2 separate regions of the Mus musculus genome follow, and region 2 is linked to region 1. A link is a contact called in public HiChIP or PLAC-seq data. All regions are on one chromosome and are shown on one strand. The core of a region is the stretch at or near the end of the contact, and the rest is flanking DNA. Distances in the headings are between cores, read along the strand shown.

Region 1 (7,543 bases), core at 4,358-6,857:
GACACACTTCTGTCTAGTGGGAGTAACCCACAATTAAAGGATAAGCAGAGAGCCTGATGCTGGAGCTCACTCACAGCTGGGAGAGCAACTCGCTCCAAGCACAAATGCTGTGTGGGCCCTGGATGCTCTCCAAGGTGCCGAAGAAGCAGCTGCAACCCACCCTCCTAGAGCATACAGAGAACAGATGGGAGGACACATGAGCACACGGAGAAATTGTGGGGGATGCCATGTTCTGTGTTCTTCAGGGAGAAGGAGAAAATATGGGGAAGGCAGGGCTGTACTGGACATGAGGGCCAGGGAGGAAGGGTTCTGAAATAAGTGATCAAGTCAGAGCCTTGCCCTTGGAGACATTTGAAGAAAACAGCCTTTAAGTGTGGAAGCTGGAGACTTTTGTTTGTGGAGCAGAACGCTGGAGCCAGTGACCTGGGGCAGAAACCCCAGAACCAGGCCAGAGAGACTGAAGACAGTTGCATGGAAAGGCTAAGTGTGTAGGGCCTCACTGCCATCTTGGCTTTTCTGCCTGCCGGGAAAAGTCATGGGGAGATTAGATGTCCGTCACCTAAAATTCCCATGCTCTTGACAACATCTCAAGATTCTGGTTGTCAAAAGTGAGGGTGATGGATGTGATGGTTGTCCTGGAGGTGGGATGGGGCCCGAGACCCCAAAGCACCCCCTTTCTCTGCTTCTCACATACGCACACAGACGTTTCCTCACCCTGCTGAAGTAGGAGAGCCTCGGACTCACCATGACTTTTCCTGGAGGCTGTGGAGGAAGCTCAGAGCAGCTGTGTCTGGAGTGCCTACAGGCTTGGCGGGGGCCTAGTGAGCATTCTTGCCTAGGAGGTGGTGAAGTAATTAGCTGGTGAGCTGTTTTCTGTTGGGAAGAACGGGGTGAATCATGCTATCAGAATGATACAATTATACTGGGTATGTTGTGGCAGCATACTGTGTCTTGATGTGTAGTTGTAGTTAGCACGTAAGTGATTGAGCATTTCTGCTGGTGGAGTCCCTACTGGGAAGTATGACTAATGTTGAGGTGACAGCCCCTCACATATAAAGTGTGTTCGAAACAAAGGGTGGCACCAGGACCAGCTATGTCCTTGGCTCTCACCCAGGCTTCAAGCTCCCATGCAGTCATGTTCTTGTATGAGTTTAGACAAGAGTGTGGGAAGGGGGCTCTCAAAGCATGATCATGTGTATATATCGACAATTTATGTCATGTGACAAGGTTGCTTTTTTTTCTTGTGTGCATGTGAAATGGTCAGTGCACATGTATGTAGAGGTCAGAGGTCAGCTTTAGCTGTCATTCCTCAAGCACTGTGGTTACATTGTTGTTTTGAGACAGGGTTTTTCACTGACCTGAAACTCACCACATAGGAAATATTACCTGGCCTGTGAAACCCAGAAATCCTCTTGTCTCCACCTCCTCAGTGCTAGAATTGTCCATGTGTTCCTCTCACACTCCCAGCACTTTTTTTGTGAGTTTTGGGGCTCACACTGGAGTTCTCATGCTTACAGGACAAGAACTTGTCTAAGTTTTCCCCTAAAATCTTTAGGTCCTTTAGAAACCTTAGGTCAAATATTGATTGTTTTCAGGGACCAACTTATTTATGTATGTATATATATATATATATATATATATATATATATATATATATATATATATATATATATATGTATGTATTTCTGAGACAGGGTTTCTCTGTATAGCCCTGGCTGTCCTGGAACTCACTTTGTAGACTAGGCTGGCCTCGAACTCAGAAATCTGCCTGCCTCTGCCTCCCAAGTGCTGGGATTAAAGGAATGCACCACCACTGCCTGGCTTGGGCCCAACTTATTCCAAGACAGAGTTACTCTATGCTTTGGAGGGTGGGCCCAAGCACAACTCAGTCTCCATTACTTCCCACATTCTATTCTGAGTACATGGCTTTTGCTTTGCCTTTTTTTCTTTTCTGTTTTTGTAGAAATCATTATTATATTTAGAATTCTCAAGTGTCAGTTTTCTCACAAGCATCTCTGGTATCCAGGGTTCCAACAGCCTCTGAGCACCACATATGATGGGCACCTTCCTCTGAGTTTTCAGTCACAATCTGCTGATTGTTTACAGTGAGTGGATTTTTCACAAATACTCCTCTTTGAATGGAATTCTCCTTTTTAGTCATTTCCAGTGTCCAAACATTGCAGGTATAGACTCATTGTGTTTGGTGCTATATGGAGGCCTTGGTGGTCTCCTGGCCATCTGATGACCACTCAGCAATATGTCCCAGCTTGGGAAGTGGAGGCACAGAGCCCCGACTGACCGTGGATGGATGGCTACAGCCAATCAGTAGGCTCTAGAACATGCTGAGGCTGGCATATATGACCTGCATGTGGCTGAGAAGTGGGTGGGAAAGGCTTCCATTCTACTTTTATCTCTTTTTGATCTGGGACCTCGGTTTCAACAGAGCCTGTGGGCACTGACAGACAGCAAGAGGCCTCCTTATACCTGACAGCACCCGCCTCCCCCCCCCCCCCAGAAGCATACACATCTTTGGGCTTCAGCACTGACTTTCAGGGGTTCAAGTCCTCCAGCTTTTCCAGAAAGGCTGCATCAGTGACAGTCTGCTTGCTCCACTCTGACACATGGTGAGATGTCAACATCTCCTAGTTACCCAGGCTCCCTTTGACTTGATCTCCTGCTTGTAGCTCAGTTTCTAAGCACCCATGCAACAGCACAAGAAGGTGTCACAGCTCCCTGAAATCCCAGAACCTGGAAGACGGAGACAGGGGATCCCTGAAGTAAACCAACTAACTAGACTAACAGAACCAGCAGGCTCTTGGCTCAGGTGAGAGATCCTGGCTCACTATACAATATAGTGAGTGACTAAGGAAGACATCTGATATCAACCTCTGACCTCCACAACACACACACACACGCACAGGCTCACACACACCACATGCACATACAAACCATATACTATACACACACCAAAGACATATATACACATACACATGCATGCATGCATGCAAACCATATACCATACATACACATATCACACACATACACATACCACGCATATATACACACACACCATACACACACATGTAAACCATACACCACACACATACACACACTCATACCCATCACATACACACTCAAATCACATAACACACACACACACACACACACACACGTGTGCACACGTGAGAAAGCACAAGGAAAATTTATGTCGTGTTGGATATCTCTTCACTTATGAGGGTTCCCATTTTATTGTCATTATTACTACACAGTAATTTTTGTCATCAAATCATATCTGTGGTTGTGATCAGTGGTGTGGTCCTGATTGCCATAATAACTGATATTTGTATTTTACAAGTCTTCAAAATAATCTTCTCTGCATTGTATCTTCCTTCTTGCATTTAAGGCAGAATTTGATTTACTTAGAAGAGTTATTGAAACACAGACTTCTAGATATCTATTGAATGTACCTGCTATAATGATAGAGGGTGACATATGGGCATTGTGTGTGGGGTTGAACACACCTTCTTTGTTCTATACTTTCACAGTCCAGAACAAGGCCACTAGGGAGGCCTGGGTCTGGATCCAGCCTTGACTCCCCCAGGCTCCCACACTCTGACTTAATTAGCCCCACTCCTCAATCTTCCTCCCCTGCAATCATTTCATAATGGTTACATCTAAGCCACTAGTTTTATAATCTAGATAATAACACACTTTGTACAGAGCTGTGGATAATAGCTGCGTATTTATAATCCACGCTGTGTGTGTTTTCAGCTTTAGAAACATTGTATTTCTCATAGAATTCCGAATCCCCACATGATCTTATTTTCCCCTCAATTGCTGCTTCCTCCTTGCTGACGCAGCTGCGAGCGTCCATCAGCTGCCTGGGAGACCTGACTGGATCATCTCTGTATTCATGGCCCTTGCTCTGCCTCTCCCTCCCATTGAAGACTGTGTTAGTGCTCATTCATCTCCATCCACCGTGATTGTACTTAGGAAACAGATCTGATGTCTTTGTTTTCATCGAGTATCGGACTAATCAGGGTGCTTCAGAGGTAGCTCTAAGAAGACAAACACACACATACATGTGTGTGTGTGTGTGCATATATGAGTGTGTGTGTGTGTGTGTGTGTGTTTGTGAATCACTCAGGGTTCTTGAAAGAAACAGAGCTGGTAGAATGGCCATACATTGTAAAAGGGGGTTTATTAGAGTGGTTTACAGGCTATAGTTTGTGTAGTCCAATAATGGGTATTTCATATCAGAGAGGTCAAGAATTTTGTAGTTGTTCAGCCTGTGAGACTGTGTATGTTTCTGCCAGCCCAGTCAGTGCTGCAGCTCTGGAAGGTTCCTTGAGAGTTGTTGGTCTTCACTCTGCATTGGAATCTTGAAGAAGTAGGTACTGATCCCGGCAAAGAAATACCTTGGTAGCCAGAGTGAGGGTGTGGAGAGCTGTGAGCAATTGCCATCATGAGCCTCCGCTGTGCCTAACTGGTAAACAAGTAATGTGCACAGGTGCAAGAGTAAATTCATGCCAAGTCACTGCCCATCCCGGGGCGTGGTGATGAGGCTCTGGGAGAGCAGCCAATCAGGTGTGGACACGCCACACTAAGGTGTATATAAGCAGCACCTTTTTGGTGCTTGGGGTCTTCCTCTTCATGTTGAAACTCGTGTAATAAAGTTGCTGCAGAAGGATCCGGTTTCTCACGCGTGTGTTCTTGCTGGCGAGACAATAGCGCGTGTGAGATGAGGGCAAGCAGGCAAAAAGCAAAAGTTGCCTTCTTCCATTCCTTCTATTCCGGTTTGCCACTGGAAGTCACATTTAGGATTCGTTTCCCAATCCCAGTAATCAGATCAAGAAAGACCACCATATCCTGCAGCCAAGCTCTGATTCCTCCCTCAAGTCCATCTGAGGAGAGGTGGAGTCCTTGGATCAACAACTAGCTCATGGGTGGCAAAACGGAAGACCTCACCCTTGTCGCACTGGCCAAGCCCATGTTTTGGATTCTGAGTCACTGGCCAGTGTGCAAAACAAAAGCAAAAGCGGTGCAGTCTGGACTAAGTGCTCGCTCTACTTAATGTTGGTATGAAATGGATACTGGGTAATGTTTAGAGGTCAGCTCTGGTCTGACTGCTATGAGCAAACAAGCAAAAGGCACACGTTTGCTAAAAATTCTTTGGAAACTCATTAGTCATCAATCAGTAAATCGAGGCGTGTGCTTCATAAGCACAGGAAGTACAGACTTTCCCCTTGATAGCTTGATGTGACATGTGACCCACAATCCCACACACCAAGGCCTGGTCTGCAGCCTGTGGTGCTGTTGTGGAGTGGTAGAACCTTTAGTAGAAAGCAGTCAGGTCACTGATGGCCTGCCCTTGGTGGTGATATTGGGACACTGGCCCCTTGCTCTCTCCCTCTACTTCCTGGTGCTAATATACACCCAAAAGGGATGAGGGCAAGCAACTGTAGACTGTATCTCTGATGCTGTGAATCAAAGGGAGCCTTTCTGCTTTTATCTGGTGATCATGGGTATTTTGTTTTAGTAACTGAAATATGACTCATTCTCCTTGGTATTTTCACAGTTTGCTCTACACAGACCTTGCTGAGTGGACCAGGTATCTCTACCAGAGAGCAGCCTGGCATGTCATGGGAACTGTTGACTGCATAACCTATGTTTACCTTTAAAAAATAACTTATCTTTTTGGTTAAATACTTTTATTGATTGAAATTGTGAAAATTTAACTAAAGTAACTCATGCCATGCTTAATTATAAATGAATCTCTATGCTGTGGTTTAGTTTGGGAAATGTCACTGTTTCATGGACTCTGGAGAGCAGGTGAGGATACTGGATGACATATTCAAGTATTCATTTTATAGACATTTACCTTTCTATCATATAGGAATTAAATGCTCATTTGAGAAAATTCCAAAATTAGAAACTCTACTGGGTATGGTGATTCACACCTACAGTCCCAGCCAGTACTTAGGAGGCTGAAGCAGGAAGATCCTAGGTATACAGGATCTCATAGTCTGATTTCTCACGCCTGGGATATACAGTGAGTTCTGGACCAGCCTGGACTATGAAGTGAGCTCTGATCTCAAAAAAAAAGGAAGAAGATGAGAAAGAAAGAAAGAAAGAAAGAAAGAAAGGAAGGAAGAAAGAAAGGAAGAGAGAAAGAGAGAGAAAGAAAGAAAGGAAGGAAGAGAGAAATAGAGAGAAAGAAAGAGAGAGAGAGAAAGAAAGAAGGGCCGGGCGTGATGCCGCACGCCTTTAATCCCAGCACTCGGGAGGCAGAGGCAGGCTGATTTCTGAGTTCAAGGCCAGCCTAATCTACAAAGTGAGTTCCAGGACAGCCAGGGCTACAGAGAAACCCTGTCTCAAAAAACAAAAACAGAAACAAAAACAAAAACAAAATCTGATGAGAGAGAAAGAAAGAAAGAAAGAGAGAGAGAGAGAGAGAGAGAGAGAGAGAGAGAGAGGAAGGAAGGAAGGAAGGAAGGAAGGAAGGAAGAAAGAAAGAGAGAGAAAGAGAGAAAGAAGAAGCAGAGGAGGAGGAAGAGGAGGAGGAGGAGGAGGAGGAGGAGGAGGAGGAGAAGGAGAAGAAATAGAAGCACCATGGAAGAACTAGAAGTTTGGATATTTTCATATATTATAATTTTAAATTATATTATTATTATAATGTGTTGTTTTTCCTCTTGTAGTTGAGGACAAATGCATGTATTCATTCTCACAGGGAAAGTAGTCGGAACAAGTGAGAAACTGTCTCAGAGAAGGATGAATGAAGATCCTTATATTTTAGTCAATAAACAATTTTATGGGTTGGAGAGATGGTTCAGTGGTTAAGAGCACTGGCTGCTCTTCCAGAAGTCTTGAGTTCAATTCCCAGCAACTACATGGTGGCTCACAACCATCTGTAATGGGATCTGATGCCCTCTTCTGATTTGTGTCTAAAGACAGCTGCAGTGTACTCATATAAATAAAAATAAATAAATCTTTAAAAAACCAATTTTACAAATACAAGTACTGACTGGACCATGGGAAATAAATTAGAATATATATAAATATTAAGTAAACTTTGGAATGATGGTAGATGTGCCTCAGTGTATATCTGCATGGCCTTGGATCATAGGGGTTTAACCTGGGATTCTTTGACTCTTAAGAGTTTTACAAAATCAATACACTTTCAGTAGAAACTGTGCTTCAATTCTGAATTTTGATCTTATTCCAGGCTAGTAGTAGCATGTGGTAGCATCCTTCAGTGATGTAGCTCCCAGCCAGCTGCACAATCAAGAGGGTAAATGTGTATGTATGCTTGTGAAAGTGTGTGTGTGAGGGTAAATGTGTATGTGTGTGTGCATGTTTATGTGAGGGTAAACATGTGTGTGTGTGTATAACTCATCAATGAAATACTTGCCTAGAATATGAGTGGCACTGGATTCCACCATCAGCACTTGAAAAGAAGAATGAGAGTGAGAGGGAAAGTGGGCACTGTGGTGGGCTCTACTGCTAGGCTGTGATGTGGGTCAGGTTAGGTGAACTAAATGCA
Region 2 (6,797 bases), core at 2,630-5,129, 310 kb before region 1:
TTTAGGCCAGCAAGACAGCTCCATAAGGTAAGAGATGACCTGCATTCAATCTTTGTGGCCACAGGGTGGAAGGAGACAACTGGCTCTCACAGGTTGTCCTATGATCTCTGGTTACACACACGTGCAACACACACAATAAATACATGAGCTTTTAAAAGTCTGAGCATCCAGTGGTCCCTGCTGAGGATATCTGCTTCCAGAAGATGATTTTTCTGTCATTCCTGAGGCCCATGAGAGAACCTGAGCAGAAAGAGAGCTGGAGAGGTTTGGGGTAAGAACCATTAGACATGCATAGGGAGACCTCTCTGGGAGAGGTCCAGCTACTGAGAGTAGGGAGAGTGGAAATAACAATGCCAACCTGTGAACTTGCTACTGAACCTGACAACTGCTGGGCCATACTAGGAGTACAGTCTGGGGAAGGTCACGTGAATGGACTGAGTGAAAGGATTGATACCCAAGAAGTGGATCCTGCCCTTTTTACATTCACACAGCACTTACTTTGACCTCCAAGTTCCCCTGAAAGGGCACCTACACCCTCAGCACCAAAATGCATACACTCTATAGGGATGTTCACACTGAGCTAACACCATCCTGGTGAGAACAGATGGGTAAAGGACTACCAACTACAGCTGCATGAGAGAAGGACCCTGGAAGAGAATGGCCACAGAGTCTGCATTGTGGGTCCCTTCTAGCAGTTTCTCAGCTCAGCTGAAAAGTGTATTTACTACACCCAAGGTTGCACACATTATCTGAATATGAGGTCCCTTTAGCAGGTGAGTTCTCAGATATGAGCTATATCCTGAACCTTGACATTAACCTGGCTCAAAATTTCAGACCTCAAGGCTCAGGGGGTGATTTAGAGGAGGAACCAGAGAATGCGACTCTAACTGTGTGACTTTTGACCCCAAACTTGTATGTATGTTTTCTACAGAATCTTAGTTATCGGTCACCTTTTCTTTATTTCAAAGAACAAATAATGAAAAAAAAAAAATGGTCCAGGAAACCAAAGCTAATGAAACACAGATAGTTGAGCGTTCTAGTTAGTGCAGAAACAAGAGTCTAGTCATGTTAAGCAAGTTGCTGTGATGACAGAGTGATTGGCAATCTGCTGGCTCTCTCCCTGTTTTCTGTGAACAATGCTAACTTTCCAAACCTTTAGAGTGAGTGAGAGCTGTAACTGATTTATCTCCTTTCCCATTGTTTAGGGGTCACCTCCAGGAATCGGACCTTGCTATGAGAACCACGGGTATCAGTCTGAGCACATCTGTCCTCCGAGACCACCAGTGGCTCCCAATGGCTACAACTTGTATCCAGCCCAGTACTACCCATCTCCAGTGCCTCAGTATGCTCCGAGGATTACAACGCAAGCCTCAACATCTGTCATCCACACACATCCCAAGTCCTCAGGAGCACTGTGCACCTCAAGTAAGACTCCTTAGCATTGTATCACAAGGGACTACAGCTTCTGGATCTGCCTTCTCTTGTGGTCTCTTATTTCTCCTACCTTGTCAATAACACTGCACTGCCAACAGGGCCAATCTTGTCTTACCTGCCTTCCACATTGGCTGGTCAGAGCCATGGGCTCTGCCTCATCTCTCTTTGGCAGGGAGAGACCTTCCTCTCCCCTTGGCCTTTGGTGCAGCACCACTGTGTGCTTGCCCAGTTCAGCTGGACTGTTAGGGCATGGTTTCTCAGTCCCTTCTTGCCTCTGTGCTTATGGATGTGTTGTCTTGAATCAACAGTAAGCACTCAAGGTTGGGAGTGAACTGTCTTAGATGTTATTGATGTGCTCAGAACACAGAGGGCTCAGGGTTAAGATACCTCCTGTGACTAGCCAGAGATCTGTTGGAGCTCTCACCTCTGCCAGTTCTTGCCCTAGAAGAAGAAGGGTCTTCCCCACAAGGGGGATTTCTCCCATTCCAGGGCCTGCCCATATACTTTCTAGGGGAGCCAGGCTGCCTCTCCACGGCAAAATTACTCTCCCAGCCCTGGATGTATCATGTCTTCCCCATAGCCCCTTACCCCCCCCCCCCCCATAGCCCCAGAACAGTGCTGAAGGTTGAATATGAAAGCCGAATCTCTTTGCCCTCTCCTGTGGCCCTTTCATTTGATGATTATTCTCACCATTAGATTCCTTACCTCTTATGTCCCTCTACCTTTTAATTCTGGCTGTTCTCAGTGTTGCCTCTCTGGTGTCAAGGACACCAGGGACTCTATTGATAAGCTACTTTATATATTTATTTTTTAAAACTGAGCTTGTTTGTATTACATATGTGCCAGTGCCTATGGAGGCCAGAAGGTGTTGGATCCTCTAGAGCTGGAGTCCAAGGTATTTTCGGTGGTTGTAAACACTCAACATGAATGCTAGGAACCAAATTCGGATCCTCTGGAAGAGCAGTAGATGTTCCTAACTGATGGCTATTTCTCCAGCTCCACACCAGCTTTCTAGCAGAGTTGCTGCTTTATGAGATGAGCACCTGTCTGTGTGTTTCATGTATCGTTCAAGGTTGATACAAAAGTGAATCCTGTGGGCCACCCATACTTCATCAGCAGTCATGTGATAGACCTTAGGCCTCAGGAATCTGTTTGTCCCACTTGGACATTCCTGGCTTTCCTGCTGTCCCTCTCTACATCTGAGTGGCTCTTCTGTTCTTTGCTCTGATCCACCTCTAGTCACTTGCTTTCTTTCCTGTCTGCATGAACTATTTCATCTTAGCCCAGCTGAGGTGCAGAAGACCTGGCCTTTCCTTGCCATGCTGGCTGGAAGAAAGTCAGGGCAAGGAACTGTTAGTTATCAGAAGCCAAAGAGCCCCATGTAAGGCTGCACCTCCAAAAAGACTGTCCTGCCTTCAGTGGTCAGCCCAGAAGGCAGAAGCATCCCGGTGTACCCTACTGAATACTTTTGCACTCCCAGGGAGTAATCAGGAAGTGACAGATGGGGGGTGGGACATCTTAGTTTTCTGTCAATTGCCTATAAATAGGGAGGATAAACACTGAGGTGCGATTTTCCATTATAAACCTGCATTGTAAAATCTCTGGCTGTGCTTTGATAAAATCACTATCTGATAGTTATCCATTCAGACTACAGTCTTGGGCTTCCCACCATTAGCCTACCAGAAGTACAGAATGACCCCCTTGTCCCAAGAACCGGAAAGTATTTTAGTAATTTTATTTTACTATTTTTCACTCACTTTGACAATGTTTTTAAAATCACAGTACTGGGTTAACTGTAGTAAAGAGCATTAGCTGTTCTCACAGAGCATCTGAATTCCTCTACAACTCCAACGGGAGGGAATCCAATGTTATCTTCTGGCCTCTGAGGTGTACACACACACACACACACACACACACACACACAGAGCGAGAGAGGGAGAGAGAGAGAGAGAGAGAGAGAGAGGAAAAAGAAAAAAAGAACATGTTATTGCTATTAAGGCATCAAAAACTACATCTTTGTCAGAATGACATTAAGCTCTGAACCTGTGTCCTACATTATGTTGGTAGCACAACTTTAAATGTTGGGAGTATAAGGACATTCTGCTTTGGATCCATCTGTTTGCTTTAACAACTGTCATGGAACTTACCCATTTGAGTGGCAGTGAATGCACCTGCAAGAGCCTTTGAAGATCAAAGTCAACAGTCCTGTGATGCAGAGATGCCATAGGGCTGAGTCAACAGGCTCTGTTGGGAAGGATAGATATAAATGAACAATGGTGCAGGACTGAACCTTGCAAGTCTATGCTGTGCAGACTGTAGCTGGTGACAAATGCCTGTTCAGAGGTGAAATGGGGGTTTCTTGCTGCACACATGGTCCTGAGTGAACCAGCCAGACTGTGACTCTGCACATGCCCCAACAAGAGGTGAAGGACACCTGATTTAATCTCCCTTACTCACCAGCCAAGTTACTGATTCAGTGTTTGTTTTTTTCCCGCTGAGCTAGGTTCCTGAACATGCTAGGCAAATGTTTACCACTGAGCCACATGGGCAGTTTTAAGCGAGTCATTTTATCTCAGGTACAATGGCATGCAGATAAGTTGCCCAAAGAGGAAAATGTACTTGGTAGTTCATCAGGTGAGCCATAAGGAATTTCTCTTGTGGGTTTCTTGGTGGCTCCACCCTGGTGCCTGAAGGCACCGTCACCCCTCACTGCATTTTGATAAAATCACTGCCTTGTGAGGTTTTCAGACCCAGGCCTCCCCTATGAGGCTGCTGAGAGTTCAGGTTGCCTGCTTTAGCATAGGAGCACAATCCCTGTTGATGGGGATGAGGACCAATCCCCAGGCATTTTTTTTTTATACCATTAGCAGGACGTAGGAACCAGGTGAAAGCAAGTCTTTCAGTCCTAAGCAGGTCAGCTTGGGTCACTTGGCTCCAGAGCCCAACCCCAGCCTGCCTTTCCAACTTCTGGAAGCACAGTGACACTGCAGCTGGGGTCTCCAGACCTGAAGGCTCTTTCTAGCCTGGGAGTGTCCATTTTAATGATATTTCCTATGCTCTGTATTCTATCTCTCAGCCTTTCTTCCAAGAAAAGATCCAGGGACCCCACCCCTTACCCCCTGCTAGAACTTCATCTGGAGAGGGAGTTGCTGGGAATGACCAGCCCCTCACTGTGAAGATGCCAAATTTTAGACTCCCCAGGGCCCCTTCTCTGAAATCAGGCCTTTTCTTTAAACCTTGATACTTTTGGCTGAAACCACTGTCCAGCAGTGCTACCCCTGTTTGCTATGGATAGAAGAAATCAGTTAGGTATTGGAAATCATTCTCTAAATTATTTTATTCTTAGCTGAAATTTTTTATTCTTTCTTTATGAGTGCTTGCACATACATAATGTGCACCAAGTGCATGTAGTACCCACAGGGGCCAGCAGAGGGCACTGGATCCCTTGGAACTGGAGCCAAGGTTAGTTGTGAGTCACCGAGTATGTGACTTGTGCAAGGGCAACTTAACTACTGAGCCATATCTCTGAACAAAGAGTTCCTTCTTTGTTTTTTGTTTGTTTGCTCATTGCTATATCTCTGAACAAAGAGTTCCTTCTTTGTTTTTTGCTTGTTTGCTCATTTTAAACATTTATTTATTTGTGTACCACAGAGTGTGTAGAGGTTAGAGTAGTCTGTTGGATTCAGCCCTGTCCTTCTACCATGTAGGTTCTGGGGACAACTTAGGTCATCAGGCTTGGCAGTAAGTGCCTTTATCTGCCAAACCATTGTAAACCCCACTGTGGCAGGCTGAGTGATTCAATTTATACACTTTAGTTTAATTCCACTTAATTGTAATTACTGAAAGAAAGTGTCAATAGCAGTAAATGGCTAGTGGCTGTCAAATACCACAGGGTTCTTTCAGCAGCCATGGGATGTAGAGAGAATCTCTGAAGCATCACCGGTCAATAAAAAACTGACGGCCAATGAGCTGTAGCAGGAACTAGAAGGTGGGACATCTGGTAGGGAGAGAGAGAGAGAGGAATTATGGGAACTAGTCAGATGGGGGAGATTTGCCTCTAATTCTGGAGGAGACAGCTGTATAAACCTGAGGAGAGGTAACTTACCATGTGGAAGACATAGAATAGAATCAATAGGGTAATTGAGTTATAGCTAGTTGGGGAGCAAGATGAAGCTTATGGCCTAAGCATTTATTCATAAATAATTTGTCTTGGAGTGGTTATTTCTGGGAACAAAGTGGCCAGGAGGAAAAGCCCAAAGTTACTAGGGGAAGGATAGGTGCTCTACCTGAAGCCCCTGGCACCCCCATGATGTGTTGGGGGACAGTATTATATGATTTGTACTTGCAGTTGCTGACACCAGGCAGCTCTCCTTTTCGATCTGGGTGTTTGTTTGTTTGTTTTTTGTGAGCATTGGCCCATTTTCAAACCCTCCCTAAGGTGATGTTTTAAGAGCTTAGTGTTCTTGGATTTCATTTCAAATTGGAGCTTCAGCTTCCATTTCCCCCAAGCACATATTTTCATGCTGCAGAAGCCTTGAGACTCCCAAGTGGCGCCCTTAACGTTCAAGCTAACATTTGCATGTGTGTGGCAATACTGTTGCATAGGGTGGTTGTGTAGCTCAGTGGTAGAACACTTGCCTAGCATGAGTGAGACACTGGGTTTGATCCTTAGCAGCACGAAAGCAAATGAATTAAATAGGTGCCTTTTCTTCCCTAATGTGGCAAATAAATGGACCCACACACAGTCAGTCAGTCGCTAAACTAGGACTTCTGGCTGCATGACAATGTGAATGAGTGCTCATAAAATCATTCGGCTTCTCAGGCTCAGTGTGGTGTTCCATGAGGAGCATGCAGAATCCAGCACCTTATTGTAAATAGGTGTCTAACTGGGTGTTTTCCCCAGCCTTAGGTAATGCAAGAGTTCTGAGCAAGTTTAAAGGTGCCCAGGTTAAGCTGGCCTTGTTGCTATGTGTAGCAAGTGAACTTTGGACTTGGACTTCTGAGATTTTCCCCTTTTGCTTCTCCTCCTCCTCTTTGTTGTATTCCAGGCTGGCCTTAAACTCTTGCCCGTGTCCTCACCTCCTGAGTACTGGGGTTAGAGGCAGGCATATGCAATCATGCCCAGCCTGACATGTGGTATTTTCAAGTCAAAATGACTCTAAGCATGGCAGAAGGACCATCTTCCTACAGCACTGACCTGAGCACCCCTCTCTTCCGCAGAGTCTAAGAAATCGCTGTGTTTAGCCCTCGCCCTGGGCACTGTCCTCACGGGAGCTGCTGTGGCTGCTGTCTTGCTTTGGAGGTTCTGTAAGTTTGGGGCTGGACTGTGTGCATGGCCGTGACTGTGACCTTCTCCCCAGGCT

What was found. HiChIP or PLAC-seq counts read pairs in DNA pulled down with a chosen protein or histone mark.
Region 2: a FOXA1 HiChIP or PLAC-seq map of pancreatic cancer cells shows a contact between it and region 1. The contact joins two enhancer-like sites. A contact is called at or near these places in 2 of 484 Hi-C or Micro-C datasets (Th2 cells and embryonic stem cells) and 1 of 115 datasets of contacts at active chromatin or transcription factors (pancreatic cancer cells).

The regions. Positions count from the first base shown.
Region 1 is chr16:97,279,520-97,287,062 of GRCm38.p6, reverse strand. No RefSeq gene overlaps it. Among named protein-coding and RNA genes, the nearest start is that of Bace2, 73 kb to the left of the region's middle. Within about 2 kb of position 5,607, at least 18 of the 459 cell types and tissues checked have an H3K27ac peak or open chromatin away from gene starts, as enhancers often do. A contact at or near this core is called in pancreatic cancer cells, where this site is marked.
Region 2 is chr16:97,591,368-97,598,164 of GRCm38.p6, reverse strand. It overlaps Tmprss2 (transmembrane protease, serine 2), which reads left to right. Exons shown (of 14, transcript NM_015775.2): 3 at 1,206-1,425; 4 at 6,655-6,741. Among named protein-coding and RNA genes, the nearest start is that of Tmprss2, 16 kb to the left of the region's middle. Within about 2 kb of position 3,879, at least 47 of the 459 cell types and tissues checked have an H3K27ac peak or open chromatin away from gene starts, as enhancers often do. A contact at or near this core is called in pancreatic cancer cells, where this site is marked.